Regions from separate parts of the Mus musculus genome. Here all the other regions are linked to region 4. The links are chromatin contacts, called in public Hi-C maps. All regions are on one chromosome and are shown on one strand. The core of a region is the stretch at or near the end of the contact, and the rest is flanking DNA. Distances in the headings are between cores, read along the strand shown. Region 1 has its middle 51 kb from the start of Gm32237. Region 2 has its middle 31 kb from the start of Gm25727. Region 3 has its middle 12 kb from the start of Gm25727. Region 4 holds the start of Nbea (neurobeachin).

What was found. A called contact is a pair of places that touch in the nucleus more often than the background predicts.
Region 1: a contact with region 4 is called in a Hi-C map of cerebellum, with 2.3 times the contacts expected there. The contact joins the enhancer-like site here to the promoter of Nbea in region 4. A contact is called at or near these places in 3 of 39 promoter capture datasets (the 3T3-L1 cell line, the SN4741 cell line and hippocampal neurons), 3 of 484 Hi-C or Micro-C datasets (cerebellum and cortical neurons) and 3 of 115 datasets of contacts at active chromatin or transcription factors (embryonic forebrain, embryonic midbrain and forebrain).
Region 2: a contact with region 4 is called in a Hi-C map of cortical neurons. The contact joins the enhancer-like site here to the promoter of Nbea in region 4. A contact is called at or near these places in 3 of 39 promoter capture datasets (frontonasal cranial neural crest, hippocampal neurons and second pharyngeal arch cranial neural crest), 2 of 484 Hi-C or Micro-C datasets (cerebellum and cortical neurons) and 4 of 115 datasets of contacts at active chromatin or transcription factors (astrocytes, craniofacial prominence, embryonic forebrain and 1 more).
Region 3: a Hi-C map of cortical neurons shows a contact between it and region 4, with 1.7 times the contacts expected there. The contact joins the enhancer-like site here to the promoter of Nbea in region 4. A contact is called at or near these places in 5 of 39 promoter capture datasets (the SN4741 cell line, embryonic stem cells, frontonasal cranial neural crest and 2 more), 3 of 484 Hi-C or Micro-C datasets (cerebral cortex, cortical neurons and mammary gland) and 5 of 115 datasets of contacts at active chromatin or transcription factors (VIP interneurons, craniofacial prominence, embryonic forebrain and 2 more).

What each region holds. Positions count from the first base shown.
Region 1 is chr3:56,644,890-56,649,172 of GRCm38.p6, forward strand. No RefSeq gene overlaps it. Among named protein-coding and RNA genes, the nearest start is that of Gm32237, 51 kb to the right of the region's middle. Within about 2 kb of position 2,617, at least 7 of the 459 cell types and tissues checked have an H3K27ac peak or open chromatin away from gene starts, as enhancers often do. A contact at or near this core is called in cerebellum, where this site is marked.
Region 2 is chr3:56,474,754-56,478,631 of GRCm38.p6, forward strand. No RefSeq gene overlaps it. Among named protein-coding and RNA genes, the nearest start is that of Gm25727, 31 kb to the left of the region's middle. Within about 2 kb of position 1,253, at least 25 of the 459 cell types and tissues checked have an H3K27ac peak or open chromatin away from gene starts, as enhancers often do. A contact at or near this core is called in cerebellum, cortical neurons and neural progenitor cells, where this site is marked.
Region 3 is chr3:56,455,399-56,459,583 of GRCm38.p6, forward strand. No RefSeq gene overlaps it. Among named protein-coding and RNA genes, the nearest start is that of Gm25727, 12 kb to the left of the region's middle. Within about 2 kb of position 2,388, at least 10 of the 459 cell types and tissues checked have an H3K27ac peak or open chromatin away from gene starts, as enhancers often do. A contact at or near this core is called in cortical neurons, where this site is marked.
Region 4 is chr3:56,181,759-56,185,983 of GRCm38.p6, forward strand. Nbea (neurobeachin) reads right to left here and starts at 1,943. Exons shown (of 58, transcript NM_030595.1): 1 at 1,214-1,943. The coding sequence starts at 1,477.

The DNA.
Region 1 (4,283 bases), core at 1,367-3,866, 460 kb after region 4:
GAGATAGGTATTGAGGCAGAGACTATGGAGGAACTGCGCTTACTGACTTGCTCTTAATGTCTTGCTTAGCTTGCTTTTCTTATACATCTCAGAACCACCTCCCCAGGGAAGATTCCATGAACAAAAAACTGGGCCTATCTGGATCTATCATACATAAAGAAAATGACCCACAGAACAACTAATGGGAGCATTTTCTCAAAGAGGTCCCCTCTTCACAAATGACACTATGTAGTGTCAAGTTGACAAGAATCTAACTATCATACAAGGTAATCATGATAACAACAACAACAACAACAACAACAACAACAACAACAAAAGAATAGTTAAAAATACAAATGAGTTCCTACATCACAGCCTTCATCTTTAACAGAGACTCTAAAATAAGTGGAAGGTACACACTCACAGAGGTTAATTTATTAGCCTAAGGACATTCAGCTTAGTGAGGAATAGTAATTTAAGAGCACAAAATGTTTACTAGGGCATTTTCTTTGGAGAACGTAGAACAGACACAATCTTGAAGATAAGCTGATTTGCAAAACATGCATTCATACATATACACATACATATACACACACACACAGGCACATACACCACTCAAGAAGTTTGCAACATGGGTGTCCAACTGTTCAACTCGTGTGGTAGCTTCAGAGATTTCTATGTCTTGAACTGGTAGTCAGTGAGGATATATATATATTCTAAACCAGGGCTCCTTAAATCAAGCAATAATTCTAAAGTCTGTCACTTTATCATAAGAGAATAGTGTTGGCAATCTTCCAACACTTACTGGAGCCAAAGCAAGATGGAGCAAGGAGGGAAATTAAAAGGGAATGGGAGCTAGCATTTGCAGAAAACAACCCCAGATTTCACGTTGCAAAGCACTGATACAGTTAACAGCCTCCTTATGAACTCATCTGCATTATGGTGGTGTGGAGGGCACTGTCAATTCAAGATTTCCTTTTCCTTCTTGATCCAAATTGCCTTTATGGGTGGAATGTTCAGTAGGGACCAGAGAGGAGATGCAAGTTCCTCAAATAAGTCATCTCTAATAAATTTAAAAGCTTTCTTTCCCCTGGCCTGTTTGTCAGGAAAATAGAGTAAATTTGCTTAGAGTTCTCTTTAACTGTGGTTTCACATCAGAAGTGTGAGTTCTTTGTGGAATTATTCAGTGTTTTGCTTAAAAACTAAGGTTGCCCTGATTGTTGAAACTATAATTAAGGGAAAATGGATAGCCATAATAACCCAGATATTCCCCCATGTGACAAAAGTAATCATGAGTGGTGACTAAGTAGTAGTTATGTGTTAGCAGGGAATATTAAACAGACCTTGTAAAAATAAAGGTAATTGAGATATGAGATTTTAAAGCCAACAGAACAAAGAGAGTTGTTCACATGCTATAAAGTTGCAATAATCATGCCTCCATCATATGACTAAAGGAAGAAATAGTGTGGGGTTTCTAGCACTAGACAACAGTTTGAATTATTAGTGCCAAGTCCATAAAATCTCTGAAACAAGAATCTTGTTTTAGTTAAAACTCTCTATTTGGCTCAAGAGTGAATGTTGACATAAACTCTTAACAAACTTTTATTAAAAGGATGGATGATAAAATAAAGAGATTAGTAAGTCAATTTAAAAAATGAAGATGTTAAATAAAAGGGAATACTCCTGAGAGAGTGACATATAATATAGAAGTATGTGGAAATAAAGGCATGCCTGTTTCAAATCTTTAGAATTAGTAGAAAGAAGGTCTTGAAGAAAGGTCAAATTTCTGAATGACCCAAGCAAATGGTTTCCGATGTTCTACCTTGCTTGTCTGAGAACATTGTCCCACCATAAGGGTAAAGGTTATTCTCATGAGAACACAATACAAGCATAGAGATATGCCATGAGAAAACCAGTGATTAAATTATTCCACATGACTCCATGCCTCTAAATTCTAGTTAGAATTGACCATCTGCTGGCAGCAATAAGGACCAACCCTTGTCCCATGAGTCCTAGAGCAACCCAACCCTCTTCTTGCATACCCTGGTTTACATCCATCCATGATGTGCTTACACAGTTAGAGTCAGCTGCTACTGGATAGAGTTTCCACGACTTTGCACTGGCTAGCACCTTACTCTGCCCCAAACACCCAGACTTTACAATTTGACCACAAGCCTTTTTAGGTTAAAGCATTAGGTTTGAGGGAATAGACAGCTGCCAAATTGAACAACTCAAAACTCAAACAAATATGAAATTATGTTATTCATATTGAGTTATTGCCAACCAAATAGAAGACAAAGAACATTGTTGACGTTACCCCAGTTAACGTTGCTGAATAGTCTGGGATATGAGTTTTTACAAAATTGAGATTTCAATAAGAAAGGGTAATATGAGATTATGGTCTGATATTCTTGGATGTCTGTAGACTGCTTTTTTTGATAAGGTACACATAACATTACTCAGAGCACATTAAATATTAGGTTATATAGAGCTTAAAACAAAGCAAAGTGAAGTGACTTGCATTTTGTTGAAAAATGAGTCACTAAAGGCTCCAGAAATTGAAGTCTAGACAGAGTGAGTGCATAAAGCCAGCAACAACAGAACCAGTAATTACCATAGAATGTGACAGCACAGAAGGCACCATCTGTGCTTTAGAGAGGCTGGCCAAAGGGCTACCTCAGAAGGGCACGCCCCCTTCTCCAGATCCATCTTCAGGCCCGGAATGAGCCACAGATGATTTGACATCATTGTAGAGAAGCAAACTTTCCACAGACCAATTATTCACATTATAGTTACCTCAAACTCACTGGGGCTCCCACAGTTGAGCCTACAAACGTAAGTATGATTTTGCTCCACATCAAGTTAGAAAACATCTCAATGAAAAGACAATATTTTTTAAATAATTTTTATTATATATTTTCCTCAATTACATTTCCAATGCTATCCCAAAAGTCCCCCATACCCTCCCCCCCACTTCCCTACCCACCCATTCCCATTTTTACTTACTAACACTGTGCTTTCTTATAGACTCCAAAAAGAAGAGAGTGTCTGAATTCCCATCAAGTAGAAAACATTGTCCTTAGCATTGAGTGGACCACAACTGTGTATATACACCTCAAAATACAGCCCTGTACAAAGCAGCTACTCCATAATCTTTGTTGAATTAAATATGTTGAAATACATGGAACAAGTAATATTTAATCTTGTTCTCAGAATTTTTTGGAGATGATTCTTTATTGGTCTTTATTTCACTCTCTCCTTTCTCTGCCTTCACCTCTTCCTCTTCTTTTTGAGTGTTCTCAGTACTCACATGCAGCCCAATACTATTTGTTGAAGGTTAATGCCAAATCTTTTTTTTTTTTTCTGGATGACTTTGTAAGATTTATTTTAGCTCTGTTCAGCATCAGTAGAGATACAGTTTAAGCATCTTTTTATTGCACACCAAAAAGCACTTTCTTTTTCAAACAGGCCTGGTAGCGACAAGGTCGGATCAGCCAGGAGGCCCACCATTAAGCACTGTTTTCCTCCACTGTCTCACTGTTGTCATGGCAATTCCTCATCAGGCTCCTGAGAACTCTCATCTCTTAGCTCCTCTTATCTCAGTGTGAGAGGTTGGAACTCTCTCTCTCTCTCCTTCCTTCCTTCCTTCCTTCCTTCCTTCCTTCCTTCCTTCCTTCCTCTCTCTCTCTCTCTCTCTCTCTCTCTCTCTCTCTCCTTCCTTCCTTCCTTCCTGTCTCTCTCTCTCTCTCTCTCTCTCTCTCTTTCTTTTGAGGATTTTGTTAGATATTTTCTTTATTTACATTTCAAATTTTATTCCCTTTCCCCATTTCCCCTCCCAAATCCCCCTCTATCCCATCCCCCCTTCCCTTGCTCACTAAACCACCCACTCCCATTCCTCTGTCCTGGGATTCTCCTATACTGGGGCATCGAGCCTTCACAAGACCAAGGGCCTCTCCTCTCATTAATGTCCTACAAGGCCATCCTCTACTACATATGCAGCTGGAGCCATGAGTCCCTCCTTGTGTATTCCTTGGTTGGTGGTTTAGTCCCTGGGAGCTCTGGGTGTACTGGTTGGTTCATATTGTTGTTCCTCCTATGGGGCTGCAAACCCCTTCAGCTCCTTGAGTCCTTTCTCTAGCTCCTTCATTGAGGATCCTGTGCTCAGTCCATGGATGACTGTGAGCATCCACTTAGTATTTGTTAAGCATTGACAGAGCTTCTTAGGAGACAGCTATATCAAGCTCCTGTTAGCAAGCACTTGTACTTTCTATAAGTCTCAAAAATAGTGAAAGGACAACAAAGGA
Region 2 (3,878 bases), core at 3-2,502, 290 kb after region 4:
CACTTGGAAAGAGGGACCCTCAGTTTGAAAGGATCCTCCACCGTGTATACACACCGACACAGACAGACAGACAGACAGACATGTCACCTCCATCATATTGGCCTGTAAGTCAGTTTTTGGATTGCTAATTGGTATACAGGCACACAGTCCACTGTGGGCAGTGCCATCCCTAGGCTGGACTGCATAAGCAAAGGTATCTGAGTGAGCCTGGCTAAGGAAAGCCATAAGCAGTGTTCATTCATGGTTTCTGCTTCAGTTTTTGTCTCCAAGTCCCTGCTCTGAGTTCCTTTCTTGTCTTCCCTGGATGATGGACTATGGCAAATAAACCTTTCCTCTTCTGAATTGTTTTTGGTGAAAGTGAGAAAACAAATGACATCATCTATAAAACATACATTACCTATAACAACCACAGTGGAAATAAGGGGAGGTGATTTGGGGTGGGGTGGGGCATAAGTAAATCTGTCAAGTAAGTGGATGGAGTCTCTACAAGTACCTGTCTTTCCCCATCGTATCATTGTTTAGTTGTTACTGGTTTGCTTTGTGTGTGTGTGAATGTATGCGTGTGCACATAACATAGAATGCACATGGGGCGTCAAAGGATAACTTTGTGATGTCTGTTCTCCCCTCCTAACTTTATCCAAGCCCTGGGGATTGAACTCAGATTATCAACTGTAAGTAGCAAGCATCCTTCCTGGCTGAGCCATATCACTATCTCTCATGATATTTTTTTAATAACATTTTCAAAAGTATTCACACACATATATACAGTTACATTTTTTCCTTCTCTTTAGAAGATTCAGGTGGGGAAGTAAGACAAAGAAATCCCAGTGTTCTGGAGGGACTTACAAACCCCATGGTGCCTGTATGAAATGTATCTGTTTCCTGTCTTCTTAAAGTATCTCAAGAGGAAAAAAAAAGCCTCATTACTGATATCTGCCAAGTATTTCAAATTGACAAGGACACATTAGCACTGGTAGTCTGTGCTTAGAAGTAACTCAGGGTAATTGGACTCCCTTGGCCTCCAATGTACCTTGGTCTAGACTGTTTCAAAAGCTGATGTTACCTGTTTCTTATTCCACATTCTTTTCTTACTTAGGTTTGAAGTTCTATTTGGATGAATATTGAGCTCCTTTAATGAAGTTATGACAAGGGCTCAGGTCTTCTCTCAAGGTTGTGGGCTGAGCTGGGATAGACAGGATAACAACAAGAAAATGGAAGTGATTTCCCCAGCCAGCCTCTCTAACCATCTGATGTGTGGCTCTTTTCCAGCTTTCACAGCTGAGGCATTGCTAATTGTTGGATTTACATTAAGATTGTAAGCTCTGGCAAGCCTGAAATTCACATTGGCTCATTTCCCCAGCCTCATTCTGCAAATAGCACCTCCAGCCTCAAAAGCTGAGGTCGGGATAGAAGAATTATGGGGGCCTTTGCAAGGGAGGTAAAAAGTGTCACTGCAGAGCAAATGACTTTCACAGTCTGCACAGAAAGGACTGAGTTTATCCACACCAGAGTAATTTGCTGGAGAGAGTAGTTCTTCTAGGGTTGGGGGGTATGAGACAGGCAGGGGGCTCTGAGCATTTCCTCTAAGTGCTAGCAGCAGTTCAGAGAAGGTGGTCTTTGTTTAAACCACTGCTGACTAGAACAGACAGTCCAGCCTCTTTTCAGATGTCATCATGTGACAGTGAAAACAGCTGAATGAAAACTGGTGCACGAAAAAAAAAAATCTCAGAGGATTTTGTTTCCGTTCATTCATTTTTAATAGTAAACAGCACCCGTGAATATTCAGTCTTTTAGTTGGCTGTCAACTATTTGCTGAAATGGAGTGCTTCCTGTTTTCAGATTTAAAAATTTACATTTTTGGAAAAGTTTTAGATCAACATAAAGTTTAACAAGCCATGTATTCACATGCCTTGCCTTTATCATCCTTGAGAATAGCCATGGTCCTTGCATTACACTTGTTATATCAGCGTGCGTGTGCAGCCACTGGATATGTGCACACGGCTATCAGAAGCTCGGGGTCTGCACTAGGGTTGTGCCTGTGCTGTGCATTCGCTTGATTCACACAAATGCAGTCTTGGTAAGGATAGGTTCATTAATCCTAGGGCTGCAGGATGCCTTATTTCTCCCCTAAGATTTTGTCATGCATCCATTTGTTGGGAACATTTTCTTTACCCCTTTCTTTGGGGACATAGTGAATTTGTTGTATTTTTTTCCTCCTCCTCTCCAGCCCCTTTCTCTCCTCCCCTCCTCGCTTTTACAAGTATAAGTTACATTTTAGACTTCATGATGGGGATGTACTACACTCAAGTTCCAAGTCCATGCAGATGCTCAGTACTGACATTTTGGCTGACTGACTGGTGATGTCTCTGGCTTGTACTATTTAAGATTCTAGGATTACATTGGCAAAGGACAAAATTCCCAAGGTTCCATTTAAAGGTCTCAATGGCATTTTACCATTCTAGATGAAGTTAGCACTTCACTCTGTGCAATAGAGCAAGTATCCATCTGGGATGAGGTGAAGAGGTTGCTTTCCTACATAGATAATGAAACAAAACAGAACAAGAGTAGTCATCTCAAAGTCGCTGTCCTTGTAAAGACAGACAGACATCACATATTGATAAGGTAGTAATGAGTTAATATAAAATCATTTTGGCTCTCTTTTTTTCTTGTAAGGATTAATGTAGAGAGACCCTCATTATTAACCCTACTGGGAAATTTGACAGTCAGGCCTTTTTTCTAATCCCCAAAATGCCAGTCTTTCTTGGATCAAAGGCTAACTCTTAAGCTGACAAGTAAGTGAATGGTGGTCTCCATGGCAGTCATGTATCTGAAGGACAGTTCACAGGAGAATGGTAAATGTTTGGCCATTCCAAAATGTCATTAAAAAAAAAAACAATATAAGATGGATAGTATAAGCAGTGGAAATTTATTTCTTATCCTTCTAGAGGCTGAGAAATATCAACTCAGAATGAGAATGGTTGAACTGTAGTGAAGGCCCTTGCTCCTGATTTAAAAAGAGCTTTTATATCATCTCATGGTGGTGAGAAGAGGGAAGAGGGAGAGATATGGAAGGAGGAGAAAAGATGACAAGAAGGAAAACAGAGATGGAGGGAACAAATGGAGGAAAGGAGAGAGAGAGAAAGAGAGGCAGAGAGAGAGAGAGACTGACAAAGAAGGAATATGAATTCTTCCTTATCATTGGACGCTATCTCATGCTAAAATATCCATACTTATGACCCCCACATCATTACCCAATAGCATCATCTCCAAAAGCTATTTAACAGGATTTCAGCATAATAACTGTGAGAGGACACACACATTCAACTCATGGCATTGAGTGATACTGAAAGTATAGCCATAGTACAGTATGACACTTGCCCTCTGCTGGCTGTCTAGGATTGCCAAGACCACCACTCAGCATTACCTTCTCATAGCAATCCCAGGAGAACTCCAGATTGACCAGGGGTTTTTTCACACATGTGATTTTAGCCCATGCCAAATCCAGGCAGGCTGAGGTGATCTGTGGAACAGTAGAGCTGGCCGAGTAAGGTTTCAAGGCGATGTGGTTTGGTGGTCTGGTTTCTGAGGGGCTCCTCACACTTCCATGTGCTGCTCTTTTGCTCTACTCCTCTGGCTGCAAGGATGTTTCTATGGGAAAGAACAGAAGCCCCTACTGAAAGCCAGAGCTATCTTGATGACCATGTGAATGAGCCATCTCAGAGTTGTACTTATGGTACCTAGGTCCAGTGTTTAGTTAAGTGAAGTTCTGGCTAATTATAGACTATAGTTCTGAACAATTTCTCCAAAGCCAAATTGCCCAGCTATGGCTCTCTCAAATTCTTGAAACACAGACATTGCCAAAGTCCATAAATATTCAT
Region 3 (4,185 bases), core at 1,138-3,637, 270 kb after region 4:
ATATGCATGAAATCCAGTAAATAAGGGAGAATGGAGATGGTTATCATTTTAAAAGGATTGAGCCCACTTTTCCATTACCAAGGCAACAGTCGCACAATTGCAAAACAATGAAAAGTAAACCGCAATCATAAGAAGACCAAAATTCTATAAACAAGGACAGTTTGTGTACAGATGTGAATTTAATAAACAAGATGGAAAGCTGCTTTGCTCAAACTAACTTTTTCTGTAGAAGAAAGGAAGTTTGTTTTAAAAGAAAATGTAATATCGTCCCTCTTCTACCTTTGGAAATATCAGAGAACACACACAAGCTGTTCAAGTTACAAATTGCATCTCGCTGGATTTATAACTAGGTAACTAGGAAAAGGGGGCCTTCTCAGCCCTTTTCTCAAAGCTGTGAGTGGCTTATAGATTGTGATATTTGATGTTTATTTAAAAGTCTCAATGTGAAGAGTCTTTGGTTAAGATAGTCATTGTAGAAGTTTGAGTTTTAACTAAAACATGTGGAAAAATGAAATTGCCTTTGTTCCATTCCCCCTCCCCCTCTTTGTTATGTATGAAGAAGGTATTTTATCAAAGGGATTAGTGCTTAGTATTCCAGGTTAATAAGGCATGAGAAAGTTGACTGGGCCAATTTATAAGGAGTATAGGACAAATCTAATGGGTGATTGAGATAATGCTGTATCTTACTGCAAGCTAAGCAGAACTTGAGTACACATATTTATGTAAATCTTACACTAGGCTGGGTAGAAATGTTTTTTTTTTTCTAGTTATAATTTAACACCCTTAACTTCTATCTCTTCCTGTTTATTTCACTTTTGGTCCTCAACTCTGGCATATAAATTTGAGGAAGGGATGATAGAGAGAATATTTATTAATGCAAAAGCCTTTGAGCATCTCTTGGGCAGTTTTGAGAATGATTATGTAATTTTGTATTATAGAACCTTTGTCAGGGAGCACCCAACATCTTTATCCCTTTTTAATGGCAGCCCCCTGATGTCTGAAGAGGTTTTAGGTAGCATTCTGACTCGCATCCCCTACAGTTCCATGTGATTGCATGGAGGGTAACTGGGAAAAGGCAGCTGGCCCATAATCACAAATTATGCATGGCACAATACCTCAGCATGCCCACAGTCAGGCAGAGCATGAAGGATTAAGGAGGTGCATGGGAAGCCGTTGTTTCGTCGACTGAACTGGGGAAATCCAGCTGAGGTGGCTGAATATTACCAGAAAAACTTGTCAGTGCCCCTACGCCTGCCCTCTCTGGCTTTTTATCTATGCCAACCGATACTTTCATTTTCCTGCCCATCTCTCTTAGACATCCAGAAACTCTGTCCTGACAGCTTGACCTAAGAACCATTTCTATTAAAACCCGTTCTTGATCCCATCTTGTCCTACAAAAATGATTGGTGCAGAAGTTACTCTGTCCTGACATAGAAAAAGACCCCTTCTCATTTGAAATGTCCCCAAACTGCTAGCTTGTCCCCTTATAGCCTATAAAGAATTAACATATCTATTTTAATGCCAGTGACAATGTCTATTTCCAGGAATCTCCCCATTCAAAGCTTCCTACACAGTACTTCTTTCCATAAACTTCCTAACAGACTTGAACACCCTATTGAAACTAAACTGAAAGTGGACAGGGTACCTCCTTGCTATGCATTTGTGAACAAATGGCCATTGTTAATTTTGTCTTGAACTGCTTTGCCTTTGACAATTTCAAGTTGGTGTTTGTCATTCTGTCTTGTTGGGTTGTGTTTCTGTGACCAAATATCTGATAATAAACAAAACCAAGAGCTACTGTTTTTGGTTCCATGGAATGGTAGGATATTACGGAGGCAGGAACATGTGCAGGAAGAATCTACTCTGAAAATGGACAAGAAACAAGAAATGCAGAAGAGATTGGGTAACCCTTAAAGACACACTACTTCCTCCATCTAAGCCTGCCCCGAATCTTCCAAAATAGTACCACTGGGCTACGCCTTGACCAGGGGGATCTGTGGAGTCCATTCCATACCCAAATGATTACACATTCTATTTTAGCTTTGTGCAGATTTCTCCATGGAATGACCTTCCTGTGTGTACTTGGATGCATATGGGAAGACTCTTGTCTTTTCCTTTGAACACGGCTTGTGGATATCAGTGCCACTATTGTTTGCAGTCATGATAGAGGCAGAAGCATCATGAGTCAGGTCTGCATTCACTGGCCTGGCAAGGATCTGGAGGTTGAGGTACCGTGGACCTAGAGATTTTTTTCTTTTTGCTCTTTGCTGCTATTTTCATGATAGATCCTTCATAGTTAAGAAGGGGACTCCTTTTCCCTTTGTGCTTACTCCAGGCCTGGTTTTCTGATCTTCCTGGCCCTGTGAGCTCGGTTGTGTGCTTTGATTAAATCTCTTCTGCTTATGTTAGCTTGTGTTGGGTAGTTTCACTTGCCAGAAACCTCTGCACAGATACAAAGCTTTACTGTCATGAAATGAAAAAGAACTTAATGTGTTCTTCTTTCGGCTCACTGCCTAAGCTGTTTCCTCAAAGTGCCAACCTCATTCCTTCGGGAACAGATAAGCATGTATTTATGTGATGGGACCCCAGGAGAATGAGAACAGAATATAATCAAGGTGAGAAGAGGGCACAGAAGGGACATGCAAGGGCTCCAGAGACAGCCCTTAAGGCCTGTCCTGCTTCCAAGAAAGACAGCAGGAGGGAGCAGAAAGGAAGGAGGGTGTGCCCTCAAGACCACATTAGGTGACCTTCCATATGTGATTTTTAGATTGGAAACAAGTCTATCTGAATGCTGTGTTGATGTCCCTTTTCTAGGCCAGCCCAAATCCTAGTGAGGAAATTCACCACGGAGGATGAGTCTAGATCATTGCATTGCCTCCTGCAGCCATTTTCTGAGGCTTATTTGGAATTCTGAAAATTCTCAGGTACAAAAAGTGGCTTCTGAGTCACTGTCGAGCAGACGCTCCTCTGGCCCCCTGGGAATCAGAATTAATGCCATTCCTTTAGACTAAGAACCAGATACCTGAGGCTGGATTGGCCTTCAATTCACTGTATATCATTACCATGGTGACACTGCTGTAAAGCCAGGCAATGATTTTTGAACTAAATCTTGTGTGTGGCTGCTTTGCTCTCTGTGAGGTTTAGAATGCAGAAGGGAGCACAAAGAGGAAGGACACCACTTAAGTATTCCATATTTGTAGCCAGTTTAATTGCCCACTCCCACACATGTTTAACTATGTTTATGATGGCAGTTGTTTGGTAGCCATTCTCAGGATTTCTTTTGGAGTGAATCTTGAGTTGAGTTATCAGCTAATCAGGGGATTAGTCCTCTAAGAAAGCAATCACGGGGGGCCGGGGGTGAGGGGCAGAGGGAGAGAAGGACTTGGGTGGGAGAAGGGACGGGGGGGGGGGGGGGGACATGATCAGGTATTGAAAACAGGACTGAAGCCCTGAGAACCAGCAGAAAGAATTGAAACAGGCAACCTCAGGAGGTAGGAGTTGGGGGGACCTTCTAGAATGTACCAGAGACTTGGGAGGTGAAAGACTCTCAGGACTCAAAGGGAGAAAGAGAGACCTTGGATGAAGTGCTCTACAGTGGGGAGGGGGAACTTGCAGAGTCCATCTCCAATGGAAGGACAGGACATCAAGTGGATGGATGAGGGTTGCCATCCCACAGTCAAAAGCTCTGACCCAGAATTGTTCTTGCCTGAAGGAACTACAGGGACACAAATGGAGAAGAGCATGAGAGAAAGGAGGTCCAATGACAGGCCCAAATTGGGATCCAGCTCAAGGAGAGGCCCTGGGGCCTGACGCTGTTACTGATGCTGTGGTATGCTTGCAGACAGGAGCCTAGCATGGCTGCCCTCCAAGAGGCCCAACAAGCAGCTGAAAGAGTCAGATGCAAATACCAGCACCCAACCAATGGAGAGAAGCTGGGGACTCCTGTGGTTGAATTGGGGAAAAGCTGGAACAAGATGAGGAGGGCAACCCCATGGGACTAGCAATCTCAACTGACCTGGACCTCAGAGATCTCTCAGACACTGAGCCACCAACCAGGCAGCATACACCAGCTAATGTATGAGGCCCCCAACACATATACAGCAGAGGACTGCTTGGTCTGGCCACAGTGGGAGAAAATGCACCTAACCCTTGAAAGACTTGAGGCCCCAGGAAGTGGGGAGGTCT
Region 4 (4,225 bases), core at 693-3,192:
AAAAAGTACTCCAACTTTTCCACGAATTTCAAAGGTGCAAAAACAACAGAGTTATCTAATCCACGTCTCAGGGTACCACTGCCACAGCAGCAGTTTTCTTTCAATTTTCCAAAGGCACCAAACAGAAATAATTGCTTCTCTGAAAAGTCAGACCTCATGAGTGTTATAAAAATCCCCAGCAAGCATTTTTCTTTATATTCCTGCGACTTCACACCAAATACAATGGTCAACTGACTGTTACTGACTCACACCTTGCCTTCCCAAACCCAGCCTTACTGAATGTCAAAGGCTAGACAATGCAGAGGAAGCCGGGTTTTTAAGAAGCTTTGCTGAAGAAAGGCAAAACCAAAAACAAAAGAAATGCATTTGCAAAGCGCAAAAGCCATGACCTAGCCTCAATTATGCTCTATTTTGGCTCTTCCTCTCCTTCTGCTGGACCAAGTCATCTTCAACATTGTTTAGGTTCTCTGTAGCTAGCGCAGAACATTAAGTCATACACACTTCTGCAGTAACTCTCTTACCATGAAAGGAGCCAAAACCTAGGCTGCCTTTCAAATCTTTCTTCTGGTCTTTATCCTCAAGCCACCGCAACCATAGAAACCAACCTGTAAGATCCGGTGCCCCCCTTACATTTTAACACCTTCTGCGCCCCACACCCGTAAAGGTAAGAGATCAGCATATCTGGAGAGATACTACAAAGAGGTGAAGATTGCCTAGAGATGGAGGTAGGGGTGAGTACAGGCACAACACGCTCCATCACTGCCACGGAATGTATTTAAAGACAGATGCAAAATCTGCATCATTCGTCGTCCTCCCTGGAAAACCCAGCACCCCAGCTGCTCAAGTTGGAACCAGTGCGCTTCTCCCATTTCAGGAGCACGGGAGGGGGTGGGGGCTGGGGCGCTTGGGGGGACTCGGGCTCTAGGGGCCGGGCTGTCACCCTCTCAGAGCCACAACACGGACAATTAAGAGATGGGGAGAAGAAACTCCCAAAGGACCTGAGGGCCGCTTCACACCTCCACTCACGGCCCAGGCCCTAAGGACCGACCACTCGTCGGAAGTGCCGGGTTGAGTTGGGCACCGCGCGGGTGACAGGAGGGAGGTGGCGCGGCCGTGGCTGCGCGCGGGCGGGCGGGCGGGCGGACGGACAGGAGGCTGAGGGACGCGGGGAGGCAGGGCGCGGACGCCCGGGGTTGGGAGGGGGGGCGCTTACCAGGTTGAGCACGGTCTCCACGATGTCCCTGTTGCTGACCTCGCCGACCTGTATGAGTCCGATCAGAACGGCGAATTTCATACGGATGTTGCGGATCGGCACCGAAGGGTTGATCATGCCCGCCGGCAGCACCACCGGGCCGGAGCCGGCCGCCCCCCGAGGCTCCCCCATGGCGCCTCCGCCGCCTGCACCGCCGCCGGCCCCGACGGCCAGGAGCGCGACGGGCTGCGGCTCGAGCCCCGGGCCCGGCTTGTCGCTCGCCATCCGCCCCGCTGCTGAGGAGCTGTGCAGCGCCGCCGCGCCGCCTCCGCCGGTTCCGTTATCCCCGCCGCGGCCCCCGCCCCCCGGCCGGCGCCTCGCAGCCCCAGCATCCACCAGCGCCGCGGCGCCGGGCCCGCTCCCGTCCGCGCCTCAGCCGGGCCCGGCAGCCGTGCGCGGCGCCTCGCCGACCGCCTCCGGGGACAGCCTCAAGGGTCGCTTCCGAGGTCTCCTCCCGGGCTTGCCGCAGCTGTCTCCCCAGCGAGCTCACGGTCCGCCTCAGCGCTCGCCTCACGGAGCTCCTCGCAGATCGCCTCGGCGCTCTCTGCACCGATCTCCCCGGCTCGCTACCGCCGGCCCGGCCCCCCGCGAGGATGCCGCCTCGTCTCGCACGGCCCTCCGCCCTCCGCCGGGGGCCAAAGCTCGGGCCGCTGCCACCGGCGCCGCTGTTGTTGTGAAGCCCCGACGCCGCCGCTCACTCCGCCATGTTGCCGCCCCCTGCCTGCGGTAGCGGCCACTGCGCCTGCGCGCAGCTTGGGGGGGGCGGAGTCCTCGCTGCACCCCCTCTTTCTCCCGGCGCTCCTCCTCCGCATCCCTCACCCCTCGTCCCTCCCCCACGCGCTGGGACCGGGCCGACAGGTGAGCAGGTGCGCGGGGAGGAGTCGCGAGGGGAAGGACAGGGCTCGCCCGTCCGCTCTCCTTCCCCCTCGGCCTCGCCGTGCGGGCCACGTGCGGTGAGTGGAGGGCCACCTGCTCCCGGCCGCCTTTGCCTCCTCCTGGTCCACCTTGGGTCCGCGGCCCCACCTCGCTGCGGGGGTCTGGAGACAGGCCCAATGTCGCCGGGCTCTTGCCACAGCCCGTGGAGAGGCTGACACCTGCTCACACGGGCGCGGCTTAAAATAGATGCTGTCAAACCGGGAGCCTCTCTGCCAAGCTAGTTCTTGAACTCGCCTCCCTGACTACCCTCATGAGGTGGTTGGGTAGGTGCAGCAAATCCCCTGCTAGAAATCCCCAAAGATCCTCAGGTATGATGCCAGTGGGTGGGTGATCTCCCTTTTCCATAGGCGTATGAGGTTCACAAGAATTGTATGAATTATCAAAATACATTGGAGGTCCTCACGACCAGCCTTAGTCCGTGAGAAAATTTCAATTGAAAACATTATAACACGCACATGGCAATATCTCTGATGGCACTGAGTTAAAACCACGTAAGTATGACTGGTGGTTTCTTCCTTGACATCAAGGATATAGTTTCTTTAATATTTCAAGTGGTCAGCCCTTTTCGATAAAGACATATTGCCAGTCACCAGAAACATTAGAAATCCTAAGGTGTATTCAAATCATTTAAATTGTCATCCCAAACAAAGAAATGGTCAGTATACAAATGAATCATAATGCATAATTTATTACTATTCATCTTCTTTGACTGGTAACTCCCATGATACAGGATCTTATAAACATTTCAAAAGTACCATAGGGCAAACTTTCTTAATACCTGTATTTTCAATTAGTTCTTGGTTATATGTTTATTAGTGGTACAAACTCCCACTGAATTGATTAATTTTTTAAAGTAGTTGCACAAAAGTACCTGAAAAAAGTGGTAAATTGGTATGTCTATTTAAACAAAATAGTAATGGAATTATAACATGCTTACATCATTAAAACTGCTTGAGGAATTTGCAGAGCCTTAAGACTTCAGAGTTTGGCAATTAAGAATTCCAGTGATACTAGATGGTTGTGGAGCAAGCCTTTAACCCCAGCACTAGGGAGGTAGAGGCAAGCAGATCTTTAAATTCCAGGACAGCCCTGTCTACAGATTTTAGTTCCAGGACAACCAGGGCTACACAGAGAAACCCTGTATTAGAAAACAAAAACAATAAAAAGAACTGTGACTTTTAGAACTACCAACAATTTCTGTGCCTGGCTCAGGCAAGCATCATCTAGTTCTATAAGAACTACTTCAGTTGCAAATTTAAAATGCCATATCTCTCTTAAGTTATAAAATCCAAGCTGAAAGGTTATCTTAATCTATATATACACACACACATACATATCTGATGTGTACATATATGAAGTACATATAAATAGATATACAGTAAGTTGTACTTCTTGCTTTATTCTAGACATCTTGAATGAGAGCTTTGAGAGAGACTGACAACCTGATCTTCCCTTTTCCTTTTTTAGTGCATAGCTTGACACCCCTTTGACTGCTCTTAATTTTCTGTTATGTGTCTCAGGCAATAGGTGTGTTCATTTCAGTTTTGTTTTCCTTGTTCGTTTTCAGTTACTGGAGATGAAGAACAGGTAAAGAAAATAATCCCTGCTCAAAGTAGAAAAAGCACACTTTATTAAATTTCAGAAATATTTTTAAGCTTGCTAGTAATGTATTCTGTAGATTATCAGCTCCTTGCCCTCTTTAAAAAAAAAAAATTGGGCATGGTTCTGAATCATCCTTTAACTATCTGTGCAATCTACTCAGGCTATGTGAACTTCAGTATCCTCATTCCTTTAACAGACATGATTAGACCTATCCTACCAATGAAATGATGTCAGTTCAGCAGCAACTAGTATATAGTAAAATACATCTTTGTATCCCTCATACAGGAACTATGTGTGTAGAGTGGCCTATAGACACACACATGAAAGACCAATTACAACCTGTTTACAATGCATTCATCCAATTTAAACTTTAGTTTTCTTCAACATTTGGACCCTTACACCCCATTTTTTAACCACTAATTTTACTCTTAAGCA